Regions from separate parts of the Mus musculus genome. Here all the other regions are linked to region 1. The links are chromatin contacts, called in public HiChIP or PLAC-seq and promoter capture Hi-C maps. All regions are on one chromosome and are shown on one strand. Each heading gives the region's core, a stretch centred on a gene start, on an enhancer-like site or on the middle of the called end of the contact. The rest is flanking DNA. Distances are from core to core; before and after follow the strand shown. Region 1 holds the start of 4930412M03Rik (RIKEN cDNA 4930412M03 gene). Region 2 holds the start of Snap47 (synaptosomal-associated protein, 47). Region 3 holds the start of 4933439C10Rik (RIKEN cDNA 4933439C10 gene). Region 4 holds the start of Arf1 (ADP-ribosylation factor 1).

Region 1 (4,786 bases), core at 259-2,758:
CAGCTTGGCAGGGTGCAATAAAAGAGCTCTGGTGGGGGAGCCAGGCCAGATTGCCTATCTCTGTGCTATATCAGTGTCGAATTTCTTTATTTGAATGGGGAGAGAGGGCAGCCTCCCTCTGCAGGTAGAGAAGGTGGTGTGGAATGTGGCTGTTTGTTTTTCTTTGCCCGTGAAAGCCTTATTTCAGCTCACTTGGCTGTGCAGGGCTTCTGAGACACAAGATGTTCTCTGGGGTGCCTAGCCAAAGTGGACACTGAGGGCACCCACCAACCGAGGGGGAGCTGGGAAACAACATCCTTCTGCCTGCTCCATCGAGGCCTCCTGGCCCCCTTCATCTCCATATCTCCTGGCAGACTCCAGGTTGCTTAGAAAGCCAAGGCAGCCTTTCTTACAAACAAATCTTGTTCACATGGATAGGGGGAGACTAGCTGAGTCTATCTGCTCCTCTTTCTCTACCCAGGTATTGCCCACCCAGCTAGCTCCCTTTATTCGGAGACACCTTGAAGGGACACCAGTGTCATCGTCATTTGTCAAGCCATCAAACTGAGAGCTCCTGGTACTAGGGAGGTGGATTCGAGGAACCACGGGGTGATCATGAGGCAGGGCTTTCTGCAATGGCTGCCCCTCTTTCCCTTCGGCCCCTCCTCTTCAGCCCGCTGGCGGCTGGGAGAGGAAGCCCTGCCGGCAGGTAGCAGAGAAAAGACATAGGATCCAGGGGGGGGAGTCGGAGTGAAAGCAAACAAACAGGCCTTTGTGTGGCTTCAGATTGGCGGCTCAGAAGGGAAGCCAGGCCTGTGGTAGGCGAGAGAGGGAGGAGGTATGGGAGGTCGAGCTGTAGTTGGGTTGTGGGTAGCCAGAGCTGGATGACGAGGCCCATTCCTTGTAGACAGGCAACGCTTGGGCCCTGCCACTTGACTTCTGTACAGATCTAACGGACTCCCTGGGACTAACATACCTTAGGACTAACATACCTTAGGACTGTTAAAGGCCTAGTCAGTGTCGAGCTCCCATTCCACTCTGCTGCTTGTGACTGCAAGGAAGAAGTGGAGTAGTAGGGAGGGTATCATGGCCACCCGGGAAAACAGACTTTCCAGAACCAGGAACACGGTGGGAATTCCAGTGGGGAGGCAGCCCTGTGGAGCAGGAAGGTTTACTGTGCAGTGACAGGCAGTGGGTGTCTGTAGGTAGAGATAGTATCACAAGCCCCCACGACTAGGAGTCAAATTGCCCTATCACTGGTGCAGGCCACCAGGTTGGGGGCACAGGTCCGAAGACCGGTTTCCTCGCAGAGCGTGTGAGGGGTCGTCTTGGGTAGTATAGGTAGTGGAGCTGTATTCATTATCCTAGTGAGGACACCCGCACCAGCCCGGCTGCTCAGACCAGGACCCAAATCTACTGAGGCGCGGTCGGGCCAGACGATCAGGCAGCTGCGTGGTTGCTCCGGGGCCATTTCCTCTCCTCTCCACGACCTCGAAACGGGCGGCGGGAGGGCAGACGCCCGCGCTTCCTGCCCGCCAGCCCGCGGCGCCCCCCTAAGCAGCGTTCCACACGGGAGGTGCAAGGGGCGGGGCGGGGCGGGGCGGGGCGGGCACTGAGTCGCCATGGCAGCTCCTGGCCCGTCATGCTCCGCGCTGCTGGGACCGGCAGCCAAGGCCCCGCCCCTGGTAGAGCCGGGCCCCTTTCCGGGATTGCAAAGCCGGAGGCGTGGCTTCCAGACCTGGGAAGGTACTCTCAGGGCTCTCTGCTGTCTAGCTCTCCCCTCCCCCGGGTGCCACAGCCTTGGTGCTTCTTTGCGCGGTCCTTCACGGACGAGGCGCGGGGAGCGCCCCGACACTCTCTTACACTGGCAGAGTTGTGCCCAGAGGTACTCGCTTGTCCTCGACAGAGCCCAGCACTTGGCCTCTTGTAGCTGGCAGACGTTTGGTTGCCTGGCCAGGAGGTACATTCTTACTTTCTGAGCCCGGGCTCCATCGCCTGCCCTGGGAAACCTGTAACTAAACTTTGTTGCCAAGTTTGACCCATGTAATGCTGCCCTCTCTCCGCATGCTTTTCATGCCTTGAATCCCTAACTTCACCCTCCTGATCTGCTTTCTTTCCTCTAGTCCAGTAAGAGGCTCCAATTCAGTTGGCTTCTGCCCCCTTCTGCTTGTATGGAGCAGGCAGCTAAATTTAATACTGGTCTTAGGGTCTTGGCAAGAAGATTGCCTCTTAAGCTGCTGGACTCTGCCTTTCTTCAGCCTCACCCAGGGCACACACAGGAGGACGAGAGTAGGTTTTTATGGAAGCAGAAGGATGTATCTTGATATGTAGGCCAAGAGTAGTGGTGCACACTTGTATCTCTAGCGCTTCAGGAAGCTGAGGTTGATAGGCTAGCAAGATTGAGACCAGCCTGGGTTGTATAATGAGGAGTTCTTGTGTTTCAAAACAAAACAAAACTTCCCAATTCTAAGTATTTTCTAGTCTGATAATCTGAATATGCTGACTGTAGAGAAGTTCAAAAGTAGAACCAGACCCACCCATGCCTGACATCTCAGCTCCTTTTGAGGTTGAGTGCAGCAGGAGTTTAGGATTAGCTTGTGCAACATACCAAAACCCTCATCTCAAAAAACGATATAGGACCAGTGAGATGGCTTAGCAGGTAAAGGGCCTGCTACAAAGCCTCGTGACCTGACTTTGAAGAAAACTGACTCTGGCAAGTTTTCCTCTACACACACACTCACTCATTCACACTGTATGTGTGTGTGTCCTAAATTCCTGAAAAACAATATGGGATGAGCACAACAAATGCAAAGAATGAAAGAGTCATGCTGTATGTTTGGACTTGTAAAGTATTTGATGACTTTAATAGCTTTTTTTTCTTGCTATAAAAGGAGAACAGGCTTATTATAGAACTTTTGAAAAATATGAGTTAAAAGGAAGAAATTTACCCATATTCTAGTCTCTAAAGGCATTGCCTGTCATAGGGTTATCCTTACTGTGTATGCTACCACTCTTGTAGGTACCTGAAGTATATACTCTGCCTTTCTCATATAATGCCATACAAGGTATGTTAGCATTCTGCCTAAACTCCACCCCACAGTAAGAGGCAGAGAAAGGCTGGAGAGATGGCTCCGCTATTAGGAGCACTGACTGCTCTTCCAAAGTTCTGGAGTTCAATTCCCAGAAACCTGGTGTCCCCAACTCCCAGGATGTCACCATATTGATGCCAAACTTAGTGTGGACACCGGATCGGCATAGTGCACTACAAGGTATCATCCTCTGTTCTGTGCATCCGTGGGAATCTGAGATGGGGAGTTTTAATCTTAGGAGAGCTAGCAGCCTGTTGGGCTACCCAGGTAGTCATGTCACTCATCTCTCTATCCACAGACCCTTGGCAGGTCTCTTTTCCTGCCATTAACCTCTAACAAGTGTCTTGGACCAGGCATCTTTGTTTGTTTGTTTTTTGTTTGTTTTGTTTTGTTTTTTCGAGACAGGGTTTCTCTGTATAGCCCTGGCTGTCCTGGAACTCACTTTGTAGACCAGGCTGGTCTCGAACTCAGAAATCTGCCTGCCTCTGCCTCCCGAGTGCTGGGATTAAAGGCGTGCACTACCACGCCTGGCCCAGGAGTCTTTCTTATAAGAGAGGTTGAGGAAGCCACCATTCTGTACAGGAACCCAGAAGGTTCTTGGCCCATGTTGAGCCCTAGGCTCAAGCAAAGACTTTTATTTGGCCAGACATACAAGGCTGGAAAGGATCAGACCCAGCCTCACCCAGAGCCAGGCAACCTTCCCTCAGACCTAGAGACTTGTGTTCATCTCTTGACTATTCTTTTTGTCTGGTCTTGCTGAGAATCAGGGTCTGCTGTCCTAGCTCCATAACCTCTCACTGGAGGCATGTAGGCCTGGCACAGGGTACAACCTTCCTATGTCCAGACAACTCCCAGATCTGGCTCTGAACTACCCTGCCCTCATTCACCCTGTAGCCAGCTTCTTTTCTTCTTTTGTCTTCACAGTGCAGTCTTAGCCACCCAGGCCCTCTGAGGTAGACCTTGGAGGATCTCAGTTGCTAGATGGATTACACTGGAAAGGCTTCTAAGACCGAGGGTGGAAAGCTTCCTAGACAGAGAATGTTGAATTTGCATTTTGAGTGGCAGCTAAATTCAACAGATGGAAAAACCATAGACTGTCCCTTGCCCAGCACAGGGGTGTCAGGACCAGCACCAAGCCCCCCCCCCCCCCCCCCCCCGTCACTGCCTGCCACCATCAGTGTGTGCTATTGAAAAGGTACAGTAGGCATGTTGTCAGCATGCAGCCATCAGTCCTGTAAATTTTATTAATAAGCTTATTAATGTGATGGCTATTAAAGGACAGCTCACTTCACCTGCATGGATGAGTCTGCCAGGTGATGGCAAAGATTCTTTGTCTGCACATGATTGATTTATCTGAGTTCCTTCCTGTGGGCTGGGCACCACCCCTGGGTGGAATTTACCCATCTGAGGAGATGTGTGAATTCATGGTCCTGTCAGTTGTCCCCTGTCCCTCATTTTTTTGAAACAGGGTCTCACTATGTGGTCCAGCTGACCTTAAATTCATGGTCATCTTGCTGCCGAGGCTCCTCAGTGCTGGCATGCAGGTGCGTGCTGCTCCACTGCCCTTTGCTTAGTTATCTATAGTTACTCTTTCTTTTCTTTTTCCAACATGCTCTTTATATGTAGTCCAGGGTAACCTCAAACTCGTGATTCCTTTGCTTCAGCCTCCCAAATAATGGCACTATTGCAGTGGTTCTCAACTTCTTAATGCTGCTGTG
Region 2 (4,302 bases), core at 161-2,660, 670 kb before region 1:
GCAGATGCAAGCCCAGGTTGTAGTACCACTCTGATGGCCAGCACCTAGAAAGCAGGGTTCCAGAGGTCCTCCTTGGTTTGGAGTTCCCCTAGAAGCTCGTATTACTCAGAAAACCACCAACTTCTAAGAAGAACCAGCCCTCACCTCCCTAAGCACATAGGATCCTCTGAATGGGTCTTCTAGGGATGCTGTGGACATGACTGATGAGACACTGACCACTGATGACCCACTCAACCTTTAGCCCTAGAAGCTGAGGGCTGGGTTCAAAGTCCCCACCCTCTGATCCTACTCAGGTCTTTCAGTGAGCCATTCCATCTGGAATCTACCCTACTGGCTGTTGGATGGTGTTGGACTCATTAGCATGCAAAATGGCATTTATCAACTCAACCTGTCCAGGAATTTTAAGAATTGTAGGCCAATTGTAGGAGGAGATTTTAAAAAATCTAAAATGGTGTTTCCAAATATAACATGCTGCCAATGCAGGAAAAGAGGGAAGAGAGGGAGGGGGTAACAGGGATAAAATGTATAAACACATGCATACCTGGAAAAAACTGGCTCAATACCAGAGTTAGTGATTACACGTGAATGGAATTCTGGGTGCGTTGGGGTTTTATTGTTGTTGTTATTGTAACCTGGCTTTTTTTCTTTTGGAGCTAAGTCATGATTTGTGGTTCATTTTGGCTTAGAACCTCGGAACCTTTCCGTTTCAGCATCCCCAATACTGGGATTATAGGCGTGCACCACGAGTCCTGGCATCGATGTTTCTCGTCACTTGAATTTCTCTATGAGCTGTCATCTCTACCATGACCTAGCCGCAACACAGCTCCAGACAAGCGTCACGATAAAGGCCACAACAGGCGAGTTTGGCCAAACAACCCTCCTCCGCCTCGTTTCTATCCTTCCCCTCTTCCCAATGCATACATACCTCTCTACCTGAACCTCAGCATCTCCCCCCCCCCGCCCCCCAAAAAAGCTCATTTTCTCCTTTTAATTTTTCCTCGTTCTATTTCTAAGGAAACATCACAATCCTTTAAAAGGTTCCTCCACAATCTATCCAAGACACTCGGGAACATCACCCCCACCCCCCACCCCGCCGCCCAACCCCGCCGCCCCACCCCCACCCGCCGCCCCACCCCCACCCCGCCGCCCCACCCCCCGCGGATCCTGACCGCCCGCTCTGCGCCCCAGCATCCTCTCAGGACCCAGTCATCCTTTGAGGTTTGAGACTGATGTTCATCTCCTGTGTCGGTGGCGGGCTCCGGTACTGGCTAGCTGCGCGGTAGCAGCTCACCTGAGGCAAGAGGAGCACGCAGAAGACGCAATGGCACGCTCCACTGGACCACCAGACAGAGACGCCAGCAGCTGGGGAGCAGGTCAGCCACTCGGCGAGCGCTTGTACGCCTGCGCGAGAGGGCGGGGCCGCGTAGGCGCGCACGCGCACACCCTGGGAGCCCCAAGGCCCGCGTTCCTGCTGGAATGTCGCACCTGTGGCTTTTCGTTCCGGGCTCTTTCTCTGTGGTTACCACTCCGAGCTGATTTTAGGGGGTTTCTCAGCCTCCGGTCCCTATTTGGGGTGTAGCGAGAAGCCGGACTGGGCCTCTGGGGTCAGGTTTCCCGGTGGATGGATCGGGAGACACGCACCTTTGCCGAGCGGTACTACCGGGACCTCCGAGACCCAGTCCCTAGCGGCGGTGGCGGCCCCACACCCAGCGGCGTGACCTTCATTCAGACCCCGAACGCCTTCTCCTATGCTGACTTCGTGAAGGGCTTCCTGCTGCCTAACCTGCCCTGCGTGTTTTCTAGCGCCTTCACCGAGGGCTGGGGCAGCAGGCGGCGCTGGGTGACCTCGGAGGGAAAGCCTGACTTCGAGTATCTGCAGCAGAAGTATGGTAGGAGGGCGCAGACGGGAGGTATAGACCCCGGCATGGGAGGGCGGCCGGGGCCGGACAGACTAGTGGAGTCTGGATAATTCGGCCAGAGGGTGGCCGGACCCCAAGATGGTGAACTACGTGTATGACTCTGCCATTTCTGTGCTGACTCTCTCGCTGCAGGAGACGCGGTTGTACCGGTTGCCAACTGTGGAGTGCGAGAATACAATTCAAACCCCAAGGAGCACATGTCCTTCCGCGACTATATCAGTTACTGGAAGGACTACATCCAAGGGAGTTACTCCTCTTCGCGGGGCTGCCTCTACCTCAAGGACTGGCATCTGTGCAGGTAATAAGACAGGACGGCGCATGGCCATTGGGCACTTACCCTAAGCAGCTAGTGCAGCCAGTCCAGGTGGAGCACGCCCACTGCACTCAGAGGGGCTACCTCTACAGCAGAGTTCTAATGTGTATCACAGAACTGATGCGAAGATGTGGGGAGATCAACATAGCGAGCCAGGTAGACTATTATGGGGAAGGTAAGTCTTTCGTACATCTTGTATGGGTACAGGCGGCCTGGTGTCTCCTTCCTCTTCTGTATTTTTGAGCTGGTATCTCAGATCCTCTGGGGCTGTCCTCTCTGCAACCCCACTGAGAGGACGCTTGTTCCTTCTACGATTGCTCTGGGGATTCTTGCCATCCCCTGGGCCATTCTAAGCTCTCTAAAGGGACAAGTGACCTTTCCGCAACCACTCTTGTCCCACTTTGGAAACCCCTTTACTCTTTAAAGACACATTCAATACTCTCCCTTATCAGCTTCCACTTTTCTCACACAGCATCTTGTGACAGCTTTACTTAGGAGATTTTTGACGTCTTGCTGGAGCAAGAATGCATTGCAGTCAGTAGAAACTACTTCAAAATTTGAATTATGGTGTCTTCCCAGGCTAGCTATATATGGTCTGTTCATCTCCCACCCTTCTCTCTCAATGATGGACAGGGTCAAGAAGCCATAACCTCCATCTAAACCCCCGGATCTACTAAAATGATCACACCTTTACAGTGTGCTCTGTTGCTGTGCTAAGCTACGGTAGTCATGCACTTAGGCACACTGTTGTGTTTTCCTTTTGGAACTGGGAATGCTAAGGTTGTGAGCATATAAACACATACTGTTAGTATGTTTTGACATTTATGGTATTTTCAGCTTGGACATGTCAGTACGTAAGGCCATCATAAGCCGAGGCGCTCCCTACATCTCAGGAGTTTGGGCTGTCCCTAAGACCCAGCTCACGTGATGCTCTCTTTGGGAAGAGCATTACCCTTTTCCATGGTGACCCTGCGACTGTGTGTTTTCCTCTACCTGACGTCCCTTTCACAAGTACAGACCATTGTACTCAGACCCCCAGCAAAAGGCACAGTGTAACATTGAGTGAACCAATGAACAGTTGAATTCCTGTATCATTTGTGTGCGCAATAAGGCTCTGAACTGTAGAGTGGGATGGAATTCAGGCCCCTGCAGTTCCCATAACTGACCAGATGCAAGAGAAACACCAGCTTCCAGCTACCCTGCCATGCTACTTCTGTGGGCCCAGAGCAGGAGCTGGGTAAAGTGTGACCAGACACACGTCCTGGATCTCATCGTGGCAGAAACAGACTCACAGGCCTGTAGTACAACCAATTTAAGCTTATCCCCACTAGTGTACAAATAAATGATACTCAGACTGTGGTTTTTTTATTTAGCTTTGATAATTGCTGGGGGAAACCCCTGTTCTACTTTTCTAACCGTGGCCTGGCTACACCCCCAGTGGTGTTCCCCAAGTGCGTGATGTTTCCCCCGGCCATGTGCTCAAGGGCCATCTCTCATGGCGCCTTCTCCTCACCTCCTCGTTCTTTCCTTTTTTCTCATGCTCAACCAGGTAACTAAACCCTCCCACCCCTGCCTACCTCTAATTTCTCCAGTAATTGGCCATAGCCATTTTTATTTAATCAATAGTTTTAAATTAAGGAACAAGGTTTGCACAACAAGAGCTGGTAACTGAGAATTCACTCCTAGGTCTAGACCTTAGGGTACAGACTTTAGCAACAGAGCAAACCTTAACACAGGCCCTAATACTGTTGTGTGTAGTAGCTTGGAATTTTAGGTAAACTTTTTTTTTTTTTTTTTTTTGGTTTTTCAAGACAGGGTTTCTCTTTATAGCCCTGGCTGTCCTGGAACTCACTCTGTAGACCAGGCTGGCCTCGAACTCAGAAATCCACCTGCCTCTGCCTCCCGAGTGCTGAGATTAAAAGCGTGCGCCACCACACCCAGCTTTTTGGTCTTTTTTGTTTGCTTGCTTTGATGCTGCTGGTATAAGTATTTACCAAATATTACACTGGCATATTTATGCTAGAAAATTGTCCATTTGAAATAGTGTTTGACTGTACTTTTGTCTAGAAC
Region 3 (4,594 bases), core at 7-2,506, 610 kb before region 1:
GACTTGTATTTAAAACCACCAATGCTAGGCCTGGGGGTACAGCTCAGTGTCAGAGTTGCAGCTAAGACTGTGCCTCTTCCCCATACAGTGCTTTATGACAAGCCTTACACGCACCTGGTCCAACACAGGGGCTGCAGAAGCAGCTGAGTGGTTGGTTGAGAGTACACACTACTTTTCCCTCTGTCCACAAAGTCCTGTAAGTGTTTCCCACACCCTCTTCGAGCCTCCATGGGCACCGCACCCAAGGGCATAGACTCACACAAAGATATCTACACAGGTATACATGTTATTAAAAATTTAAATCTCAAAAAAAATTTTTAAGTTCTTGTTATATAGTTAAGTGTGCAGGTGCGTGCATAAGTGTGTGTGTGTGTGTGTGTGTGAGTAAAAGGGGCTGGAGGGAAGGGAAGGGGGTAGTTATGTAATTATATTTTAGTACCTAAAAATGTGGCTAAAAAAAAAAAAGCTACTAGTGTTCCGTCTGAGCCTATCCCTTGTTTTCTCCAGATTCTCCTTAAGGCAGTGGTACACATAGTGACATTGTGGCCCTTCCTGGTCATGAGAGAGGAGGCAGTCACCGCCAGGCTTTCAGCCCGACTATCACATACACAATCCAGCAAACACACCAGGGGCACAGTATATCACGGTCTCTCCACTTGACCCACACTTTGGAACACTCGGAGAAAAGGTAAACGGAGTCACCGAGTTGGGCTCTCGGGATTCCGGAAAAGCCCAGGCAGGGCCGCTCACTGCCTGGCCCTTTACACCCTCACCTGGAAGAGACTCCCAGCGGGGCAGCACCACTTTGCTGGAAGACAAGCGATACCAGAAAGCCACCAAGCAACCGAATAACAACCTGGAACCTCAACTTTTCTGTATTCCTCTGATTGCCGAAGTAAAGGCAGACACCCGACGCGAGCTTCTGAAAGCAACAGGCTGTGAACCTCGACTACTCTCACGTCTTACTCCCGTATTAAGAACCCAATCCGGGCCCCGCCCGCTCTCTCCTGCTTCCTCCGCCCACTGTCTCCCACCTGCTGGGCCCTGAATGGCTCAGGTCTACACTTAGGATAGTGTGTCCAGGGTCCCACCCTCAGCACCCGGTTCTGCTGGGGGACTGCTCTCAAAGAGCCCTAGGCCAGACAAGCGTGTGCCTCTTTGTCACTCTGGCACCTGGCGCGCAGGAGCCTCGGGAGCGGAAGCTTTATGAATGAACTACCGTTAGGGAGGGGAGGGCTCCCGCAGGGGCGGGGCTTGCCCAAAGCAGTTATTGAAGGCGCAGGATCCCAGGGAAGGAATGAAGAGCAGGAGGAGGAGGAAGAGGAGGGTGTTTTAGGCCAGGAGAACTATGGGGTTTCTGTCGCTTCCACTCTTTCAGATTTGCTGGCTCTTTCCTTCGAAGCCCGGGACAGCAGGCGAGCAGATCCTCACCTTCCAGCTCGGTCTCTCTGGTGTTTTGGCAGAGGCGGCTCCAATGCATGGGCCAGACTCGGTCCCTGGCCAGGCCAACCCTGTCTCGGGATCCTCTAGAATGCATCAGCTGGGCTTGGGAGCGAAGGGAGACGCCTGGAAGAGAATTGTATTGCTTCATCCCCGAGGGCACCTATGAGGACGCGGCTCTGGGAGCAGGGATCTGGGCCCGGACGCGGGAAGAGGAGAACAGGGAGCAGGACCCAGGCGCGGGCTGGGGATCAGAGCGCGGGAAGTGGGGAGCGGGTTCCGGGTTCAGACAGCGGGGCATGGGAAGCCGGGCCACAGTATACTCACCGCTGCGCAGCGTCCCGGTTGGCGGGCCGCGTAGGCCGGGCCGCCGCGGAAAGGAAAGGCCGGAGCCCTCCGGCTCCCTCCCCTGGGACACTTCCTGCACCGCTCTAGGACCGAGGAGGTCTCCTCATCTCAGTGGTTCGCTTCCCCGCCTCCTGGCCGAGGTGTACGCGGGGGGGTGACATCCGACACCCCCGGCCCGCCTGGACCGCCCCGCCCCGCCCCGCTCCGTGCTCTCCCGGCCTGGGCCCGGGGCCCGGGCTTTAGCTTTGTGGGCCTTCCTAGCGGGCTCGGGATGCGCGCGCGCGCCCCGGCGGGACCCGGGCGCTGGGGGCCAGTTCGCGCGGCCACCAGCCAGGGAGGCCGGCTTGGGGCTTTGCTCTTCTCTGCTCCTCTTGTGTGGGCGCAGGGAAGGGCTGGTCTGGCGGCGCTGGCGAAATGCCAGAATTGGGAGGAGGAGGGATGAGGTGTAAGGGGATCTCCCAGTGACCATTTGCATCCCGTGTGTGCTGTTGTGCCCCAATCCCTTCCAGCCGCAATTCCATTTCAAAGCCAACGCTGCCAGAGCCACCCAAATCGGTAGGACTGGAGAAATGCAGACCCAGCGATCCACGGTGCTCGCCGAAGCAGCGGCCCGCGGCTTCGTGGCATGGAGATGATCTACGATTTCTCTGTTTAAGGAAGACTGTAGCACTCTGGGTCCCTCTGAGCACCAGGATAGTCCTGGTGAGTACGGAGAGAGAAGGTTGCCAATCCTGAGAGTATGAGTTGGGGAGCTTGTCGCTGGCTTAATGCATAAACACAGGACAGAGTGACTTAAGTCACGGAGAGTGAGAGGTGACCAAGAACTAGGGCATTGGAACCTATTCCTGCCTCATCTACCCTGTGTTGAGTAGAGTCCAAATCCTCCCTCAGTTCCCTCGGGCTGGACAATGGAGCCGGACTGTCAAAGGGAGGAAGCAAAGAAAAATCTGCCTAGAAGTGAGCTACTGTGCTGATTTTTTTTCCCCTTTCTGGTTCTCTTTCGAAGGTACATGGTAGGAAGTCACCCTTAAAGAAGGTGGTTTGATAGAGACACCCCACCACCGGCAGACTTCGTGCTTCCGTTTCCTTCTAATAATTGGGACTGGGACAATCTCTTCCGACTAGTAGGTATGGAGTTAAGGGTCGAGGTTTTGGGACATTAGGAGGTGAGTCAAGTGGATGATTGTTCCCCAAGTGCAGAAGAACGCTGAGCAAGCAAGGGTCACCCAAGGCTGGGACTTAAGGCTCACAGAGAGCAATAGGAGCCACCTAGACTTACAAATCCATGCCAATCCCTTTTCAAAAACACCAGCCAGGAAGCACAGCCTGGAATGACCAAAGACCCCGTTGGGGAGTCAAGCCTAGTGATTAGTCCAGTTGTGTATCCCGAAGGGCTGCTGTTTAGGCTCCTGCCTGGTGGCTGCTCAATACTTGGATTCCTCAGAGGCGCACTTATTGGAGCCCTCACGCAGGTAAAATGCAGCGCCAGGAGGTGGCTGATACATGGGATTTTTCTCCCCCCACAAACACTTTCCCTTTAGTTTCTCCCCCTGAGCTCACAACTCTCAGGATTTAGGTCCCCTCTCGCTGTTCAGAAGCCGCCAATGACTCCTAATATGCCTTCTTTCTGTGTTTCTTCTGCATAGAACCTGGAATAGGGACTAATAGACTGGAATCGGAGCACCTGTGTTAAATCACACCCATCAAGGCGCAGTCAGGTGATCTAAGGCCTGCGTGACCTCTCTGTGCTTCAGGTACCTCCCTCATACAGGAGACTGATGCTGTCTGCTTCATTGTGAGGCTATTCAGGGAATATGTACTGAGAGTCTGCAAGACAGCTGCAGTTTGCCACTCCCATCCAGATCCTGGGCGCATCTGTGCACCCCACTGACCATCGGAAGGGCGAATAGTGAGCAGAGCTCTGGTCAGTGGAGCCACGGGGAAACTGAATCAGAACAGCAACCTCAGGACTGAGTTCTGAGCAGAGCCTGAGAGTTGTTACCATGCTGTATTGAGGAGTCAGGTGTGTCAGGCATCCTGGCAAAGGTGGTCTTTGAAATGAAGGAGTTGAGGTGATGGGGCCCTGGGGCAGCCACAGAAAGGCATTTCACTCTGTAACAAGCAGGGTTCTGTCAGGAGTTGTGGGTGAAGTACCTGATGACACTTGTAAACCCTGCTCTGTGGTCCCAATGATCCCCCCATCTCTGTTGCCATCAGAGTGACAGCCTTAAAATGAGTGTGACTTTGATTTTTTTTTTAAAGATTTATTTATTATATGTAAGGACACTGTAACTGTCTCCAGACATACTGGAAGAGGGCATCAGATCTCATTATGGATGGTTGTGAGCCACCATGTGGTTGCTGGGACTTGAACTCAGGACCTCGGGAAGAGCAGTCAGTGCTCTCAACCACTGAGCCATCTCTCCAGCCCGGGACTTTGACTCTTGCCAAGAATGGGAAACAGACTTGAAAGTCAACTTCCTACCCCTTGGCCATGGGAGTACTCTAGCTATGGTGTAACTGAGGGGGGCCGACTGCCTGGGTGCATGCCTGTGAGTCCCAGCACCTGGGAAGCTGAGGCAGGAAGACGGAGAGCTGGAGGCCAGCCTGGGCTGTGCTGCATGTCTAGTAGCAAGGCAGCCCAGGCTAGACTCTTATCTCAAGGGGCAAAAACTAAGGAAGGTGGGGGCACCAACTAACAAAATAGGAATATTACTTTTTTTTTCCTGGGGATTCTGGAAAATTTCCAGAAAATCCGATGTCCCTTTTTATTCCTTTTGTGATCCTTGGCAATTATTAACTGTCA
Region 4 (4,703 bases), core at 1,928-4,427, 890 kb before region 1:
GCCCCCAACAAGTCTGTAAACTATGCCTGCCTAGCATGGTGGCACAGCTGTAATCCCAGCAGGCTGTGATCTCCAGAGGGCAGGCAGGAGGATCTCAAGTTTGAGGAAAATCTGCACTACACAGTGAAACCCTTCCTGATGAACAGCACCAACAAAATATTGGCCAGCTGTCCTATTTTCTGTCAATTCTGCTCTTATCACTTAAAACTTTCCCTATTATCAAGGCCTGCAGAGAGTGCCACTGTTCCTAGTCTATTGGCTGCTGAAGGCTACCAAACTGTTACCACTGTGAGTAAAAAATCAGGACCCAGGATCAGATAAGTGTGTGGGGTTCTCATCAGTCTCCCGACTATCTGCAGCAGCACAGGGTGGGGGAACTCGGGGGAACACCTAAAAGGTCCCCCTGGAAATAGAGATTGGATGTGCCTACACTAACAAGTTTTCCAGCTAATCAGGTCACTTGACCCACCTGAGAGGGCTGAGTTACCCTTCAGGACATTGACAAACCGTCCAAGCTATTATCTATAATCTGTATCACAATCAATATTGGACACAGACGTTGGTGTGTAATGAGGAATCCCAATGTATACACACTCCCACCCCCAGCTACCTTTTAACTTCTCAGTAGGCAATGTCAAATCTTCAATAGTAGATAGAGAATACACACAAAAAGATGCTATTGCGTGTCAAATCTCAAGTCAAAGAAATTTCCATTTTTCTCTCCTTACCATCTCTGACAATTTCATGAAAAGGTCAAAGAGATTCAAGAAAGACAACAGGGAAGACCAGGAATGACAGAGCAACCTAGAGCAGCACAGCCTTTGTGATTACGAGTAGATTTAAACCTGTATATCAGAGCCAGGAGGTGGTGGCTTATGTCTTTAATCCCAACACCCAGGCAGATTTCTGAGTTCGAGGCTAGCCTGGTCTCCAGAGGGAGTTCCAGGACAGCCAGGGCTATACAGAAAAACCCTGCACATCAATGTAACATTTAATTCTAAGAATCTGAAAAAAAAAATTGACCAAACAATTTCAAAGCATTGTGACAAGCTATTGCATGAACTTGCACAACAAGTTTTTTCTCTTGGTTAGGCTGCCTGACACTGGGTTACCACAGCAACTGCTGGTCTAATTTACCTTTACTTTAAAAAAAAAAAGAAAGAAAGAAAAAGAAAAAGAAAAGGTATTTTGAAGCCTGTCTGGTCCTGGGCAGAGGAAGCAGCCCAGTGGAGCAAAGATTCTGAATATCCGTTCTACAAGGGGCAAGGGGCACAGTGGACGTCCCAGATGCATGACTTACAATCACAGCTGTGTGAGGGCCACAGAACTAGTTACTGCTACTTTCCTTTCAGGATGAGTAGACTGAGTATGAGTCAGCTGTTATTCACACTGCCTTAAACCTTGTATGCAGTGCTAGAGATCCAAACCAAGACTTCACGAAGGCTAGAAAAGCACTCTACCATCTAGCTCCTAAACCTTTTTGAAGTAGCAATTCTGTACATCTGCCTCACAAGCAAGAGAACAGTGTGGTGATCCAGTGACTCAGACCCATTTTCAAATCTAAGGATAAGTGAGAGACATTCCAATAAGGGAAACCTTTATGCCACAGAAGACAATGTAGTTCACACATCTGTGACTGGCCCTTACACCACACAACTCTCTGGAGAAACAGAGAAACCAGGTAGTAACACAGTGCATCAAATCTCATAGTTTAGGCTATTTCTGCTAGTGCTGCTAAAAGTTCAAAAGTGAGGACACTATAGTCACCTATGTCAGGCACTGTGGATACTGGCTAAGACAGAGGAGAGACACGAGGCCAGCACACAAAGCACCATGGCACCTCACTAGTCTTCTGACAGACACGGCAGAAACCACCAGAATCAGCCTGCAGGAAAAACTGCTGACCACTAGTTGTGAAACAAGAACTACAACAGAAGACTCCAACATGGGTTGTGGCATCAACTACTGGGCTCTCCAATGACTTCTGGGACCAAGAGCAGCTGACCCTTCCTTTCCTGACAAAGCAGCCAGTTGCTGTTTGAATGGGAGAATTCCTTCTTGATGTGAACAGAATCCCTAGCATTTTGCATTTGTTCTATGTAGCTAGACCATACAACATATGTAGCTACCTACACTACAAACTGACATGGCACGACCACCCTAAATGGACAGCCAGAATTGTGTACTGGACCTGGTCTCTGTACCTGCGGACTGCTCAGAGGCCGGGAACGGGTTATTCCATGGGCAGGTTAAAGATTCTCCAATTCAGAATGGCCTTTCTAATCCACCCAAAAGTGCATAAAGGAGCCGGTCAAGAGGCGAAACAAGGCTCAAACCCCTCCGGGGGCCATCGGCACCCCAATGCAGATCTCACCGACGATATTCGGGGCCCAAATCACGGCTAATTGGGGATCACAGTGGGTATTCTGGTATCCCCCGAGATCCGCAAATGCGCGTGTTAAATCCCAGCACCTGGATCCGCAGTTCGGAGCCCCTGTCCGACACCTGTCCCTTTCCCTTCCCCCTTCCTACAACTTCGGTCCTCCAGGCCGACAGGAACCGGACTCGAGAGACAGAAGAGGAAGACCTCGCCACCCGAGTGACCTTGACGTCGTCTCGGGGCCACCCGAGCCTCAGTTTCCCCAAGCCCGCGGTTCATGCCGTATCTGAAGCGGCCGGCTAGCCTTTAAGAAGGAAAACCCCGTGACCCCCCGAACCCTGCTCCCCGCTCCCAGGCTCTCGGGCCGTGGAGCCTAGGAGAGGCGCAGAGAGGAACAGCAGGAAACCTGGCTTCCTGGAGAAGAGCCGGCGTCCTGGCCGGACTTCCGGGCTGCGGCCCGCGGCGGGCGGCCAGGCAGGCGTAAGGGCCGCGGAGTGGGGGAGGGCCAAGCGGCCGTGGGCGACGCGGGACTCCGGGGCGTCCCGATCCTCTGTCCGGCCTGCCGCCGAGCTCACTGAGCATAGACCTCAGGCCGCCCGACCGGACTCGGTCCTTAGCAGCCGCAGCTGAGCGCCCCCTTGACTCCCACGATGACCAGCCCGCGGCCTCCCCAGTTTCGGCCTCAGCGCGCCCCGCGTCTCACCTCCGCGGCGGCTGCTCCCAGCCAGGCGTTGGTTTCGCTCCCACAAGATGGCGGCGCTGACGGCAGCCACGTCAGCGCCTGCCGCGGGGCACGCCGGGGGAAGAGGGCGGGCACGCAGAGGGCCCCGCCCCCACACGGATGGCGCTTGCGCGTCTGCACTTTGTAGCCTTCACGGGGCGGAGCCGAGGTCGCTCTGTTTCCGGATCGGGTCCCGGGCTAGCACTCTGGCTCCCGGCACTAGAACGAGCAAGGGTGTGGTGTATGGAGTTCCGTGTCCGCCGGCGCGTGCGCACGCGCGCCTTCCTGCGGAATTCCAGCCCATTCCGCGGATGCGGGGGTTGAGGCCAGTAAGCGTTCTAGAGCGCCAAGGTCAGAGTGGGAAGGTCGTGTCAGCCCTAGGAGGTGTAATGTCCTTCTCACAGTACCCCAGGGTCTCTGATATTCCAGCTGGGCCCTGGAATTGAAGAGAATGATGTGACCGACAGATGGCCAAAGTGGGAAGAGGCGCAGGCCAAATGTCAGACAAGCACCATGTCTCCACACTGGTCTTGGACCTGTGTGCACGCTCAGAGCTGACTGAGAGGACCAGACACCTGCATGGGCATAGCACTGCCTGAGAGGCAGTGATGGGGTGGCCTCCTTCAGGGTGCAGGTGAGGAGGAATCCGTTAACTCTCCCCATCGATGCAGGAATCAGGCCCAGGCTCTGTCCTCCCTATCCAGTTCTTCCACCCCGTGTGCTGTTGGGAGAAGTCCCACAGGTAGGAGATGTTGAGGGCCCTGGGAGATTCTTTTGAGCCTGGAGCCCTATCTATTGAGTTAGCAGGAGACAGTTCTGTTACCAGGGCCTGCTTCAGCCACTGTTGTGTCCAGGCACAGGGTACAGGGCATCCTCACTGTGTTTGGGGGTTGAGACCTCCAGAGCTTTCTCCCCAGAGTTGTGGGTGCTGAGCCTGGCAGGATTCGATGCAATAGTCACCTTCTTGACCCTAACACATCCCTTTCCATCGCTCAGGGCTCCATTTTCAAATGCTGCTTCTGTAAACGTCTATGGGGGTGCTTGCCTGTTCTCTCTCACCCTCAACACACAGCAAGTGTTTATACAAAGCCTTGGGTGTCGCTGCCTGCCACCAACCCTGGAGAAATGGCAGGACATCTCCTGAGACCTGTGATTCCAGCCATGCCAGAAGCCTGTCTTAGCCTCATGGATAAGTCGACAAAGAGATGGGGTGTCCAGAAAACCGCAGGCTAATAGTCAAGAACCAAACTCCCTTTCTGTACCTAAAAAGGCTAAAATTATGAAAAAATGGAGACAGGGTGGTAGTCATTCTGTTTATTGTAATGTGACCACTGTACATTGTAGTCCCGCTCAAAACATCACTCTGTACCCCGTAAATAATTATTTGTGTCAGTTAAAATTTTAAACAGCCTTTGTAGATATTTAATATCCACATGTGTAATGGATGATACATTTGAAGTGGATACCTACCTAGGCAGGCTCTTCCTACCTCCCCAGGTCAGCTGAAGCCACAGTGAAATTTTCATATTGCACATGAACTTTGAATGTTAAATTGTATATTCACTTAAATATATATAATTTTTCAAGATTTACTTATTTTAT

What was found. HiChIP or PLAC-seq counts read pairs in DNA pulled down with a chosen protein or histone mark. Capture Hi-C pulls out chosen DNA fragments and counts their contacts.
Region 2: a contact with region 1 is called in a promoter capture Hi-C map of liver, with 2.1 times the contacts expected there. The contact joins the promoter of Snap47 here to the promoter of 4930412M03Rik in region 1.
Region 3: a FOXA1 HiChIP or PLAC-seq map of pancreatic cancer cells shows a contact between it and region 1. The contact joins the promoter of 4933439C10Rik here to the promoter of 4930412M03Rik in region 1. A contact is called at or near these places in 2 of 39 promoter capture datasets (the C10 cell line and pre-B cells) and 1 of 115 datasets of contacts at active chromatin or transcription factors (pancreatic cancer cells).
Region 4: a contact with region 1 is called in an H3K27ac HiChIP or PLAC-seq map of thymic regulatory T cells, with 4 times the contacts expected there. The contact joins the promoter of Arf1 here to the promoter of 4930412M03Rik in region 1. A contact is called at or near these places in 4 of 39 promoter capture datasets (hippocampal neurons, liver and pre-B cells) and 1 of 115 datasets of contacts at active chromatin or transcription factors (thymic regulatory T cells).

The regions. Positions count from the first base shown.
Region 1 is chr11:60,113,724-60,118,509 of GRCm38.p6, forward strand. It overlaps 4930412M03Rik (RIKEN cDNA 4930412M03 gene), which reads right to left and starts at 1,509. Exons shown (of 1, transcript NR_164317.1): 1 at 1-1,509. All of the region lies in intron 1 of Rai1 (retinoic acid induced 1), which reads left to right.
Region 2 is chr11:59,448,624-59,452,925 of GRCm38.p6, forward strand. Snap47 (synaptosomal-associated protein, 47) reads right to left here and starts at 1,411. Exons shown (of 5, transcript NM_144521.3): 1 at 1,292-1,411. It overlaps Jmjd4 (jumonji domain containing 4), which reads left to right and starts at 1,422. Exons shown (of 6, transcript NM_178659.6): 1 at 1,422-1,889; 2 at 2,052-2,217. The coding sequence starts at 1,622.
Region 3 is chr11:59,504,397-59,508,990 of GRCm38.p6, forward strand. It overlaps 4933439C10Rik (RIKEN cDNA 4933439C10 gene), which reads left to right and starts at 1,257. Exons shown (of 5, transcript NR_015585.3): 1 at 1,257-2,490; 2 at 2,795-2,916; 3 at 3,435-3,542. It overlaps Zkscan17 (zinc finger with KRAB and SCAN domains 17), which reads right to left and starts at 2,244. Exons shown (of 10, transcript NM_172941.4): 1 at 1,768-2,244; 2 at 1,432-1,566.
Region 4 is chr11:59,225,090-59,229,792 of GRCm38.p6, forward strand. It overlaps Arf1 (ADP-ribosylation factor 1), which reads right to left and starts at 3,178. Exons shown (of 5, transcript NM_007476.3): 1 at 3,084-3,178.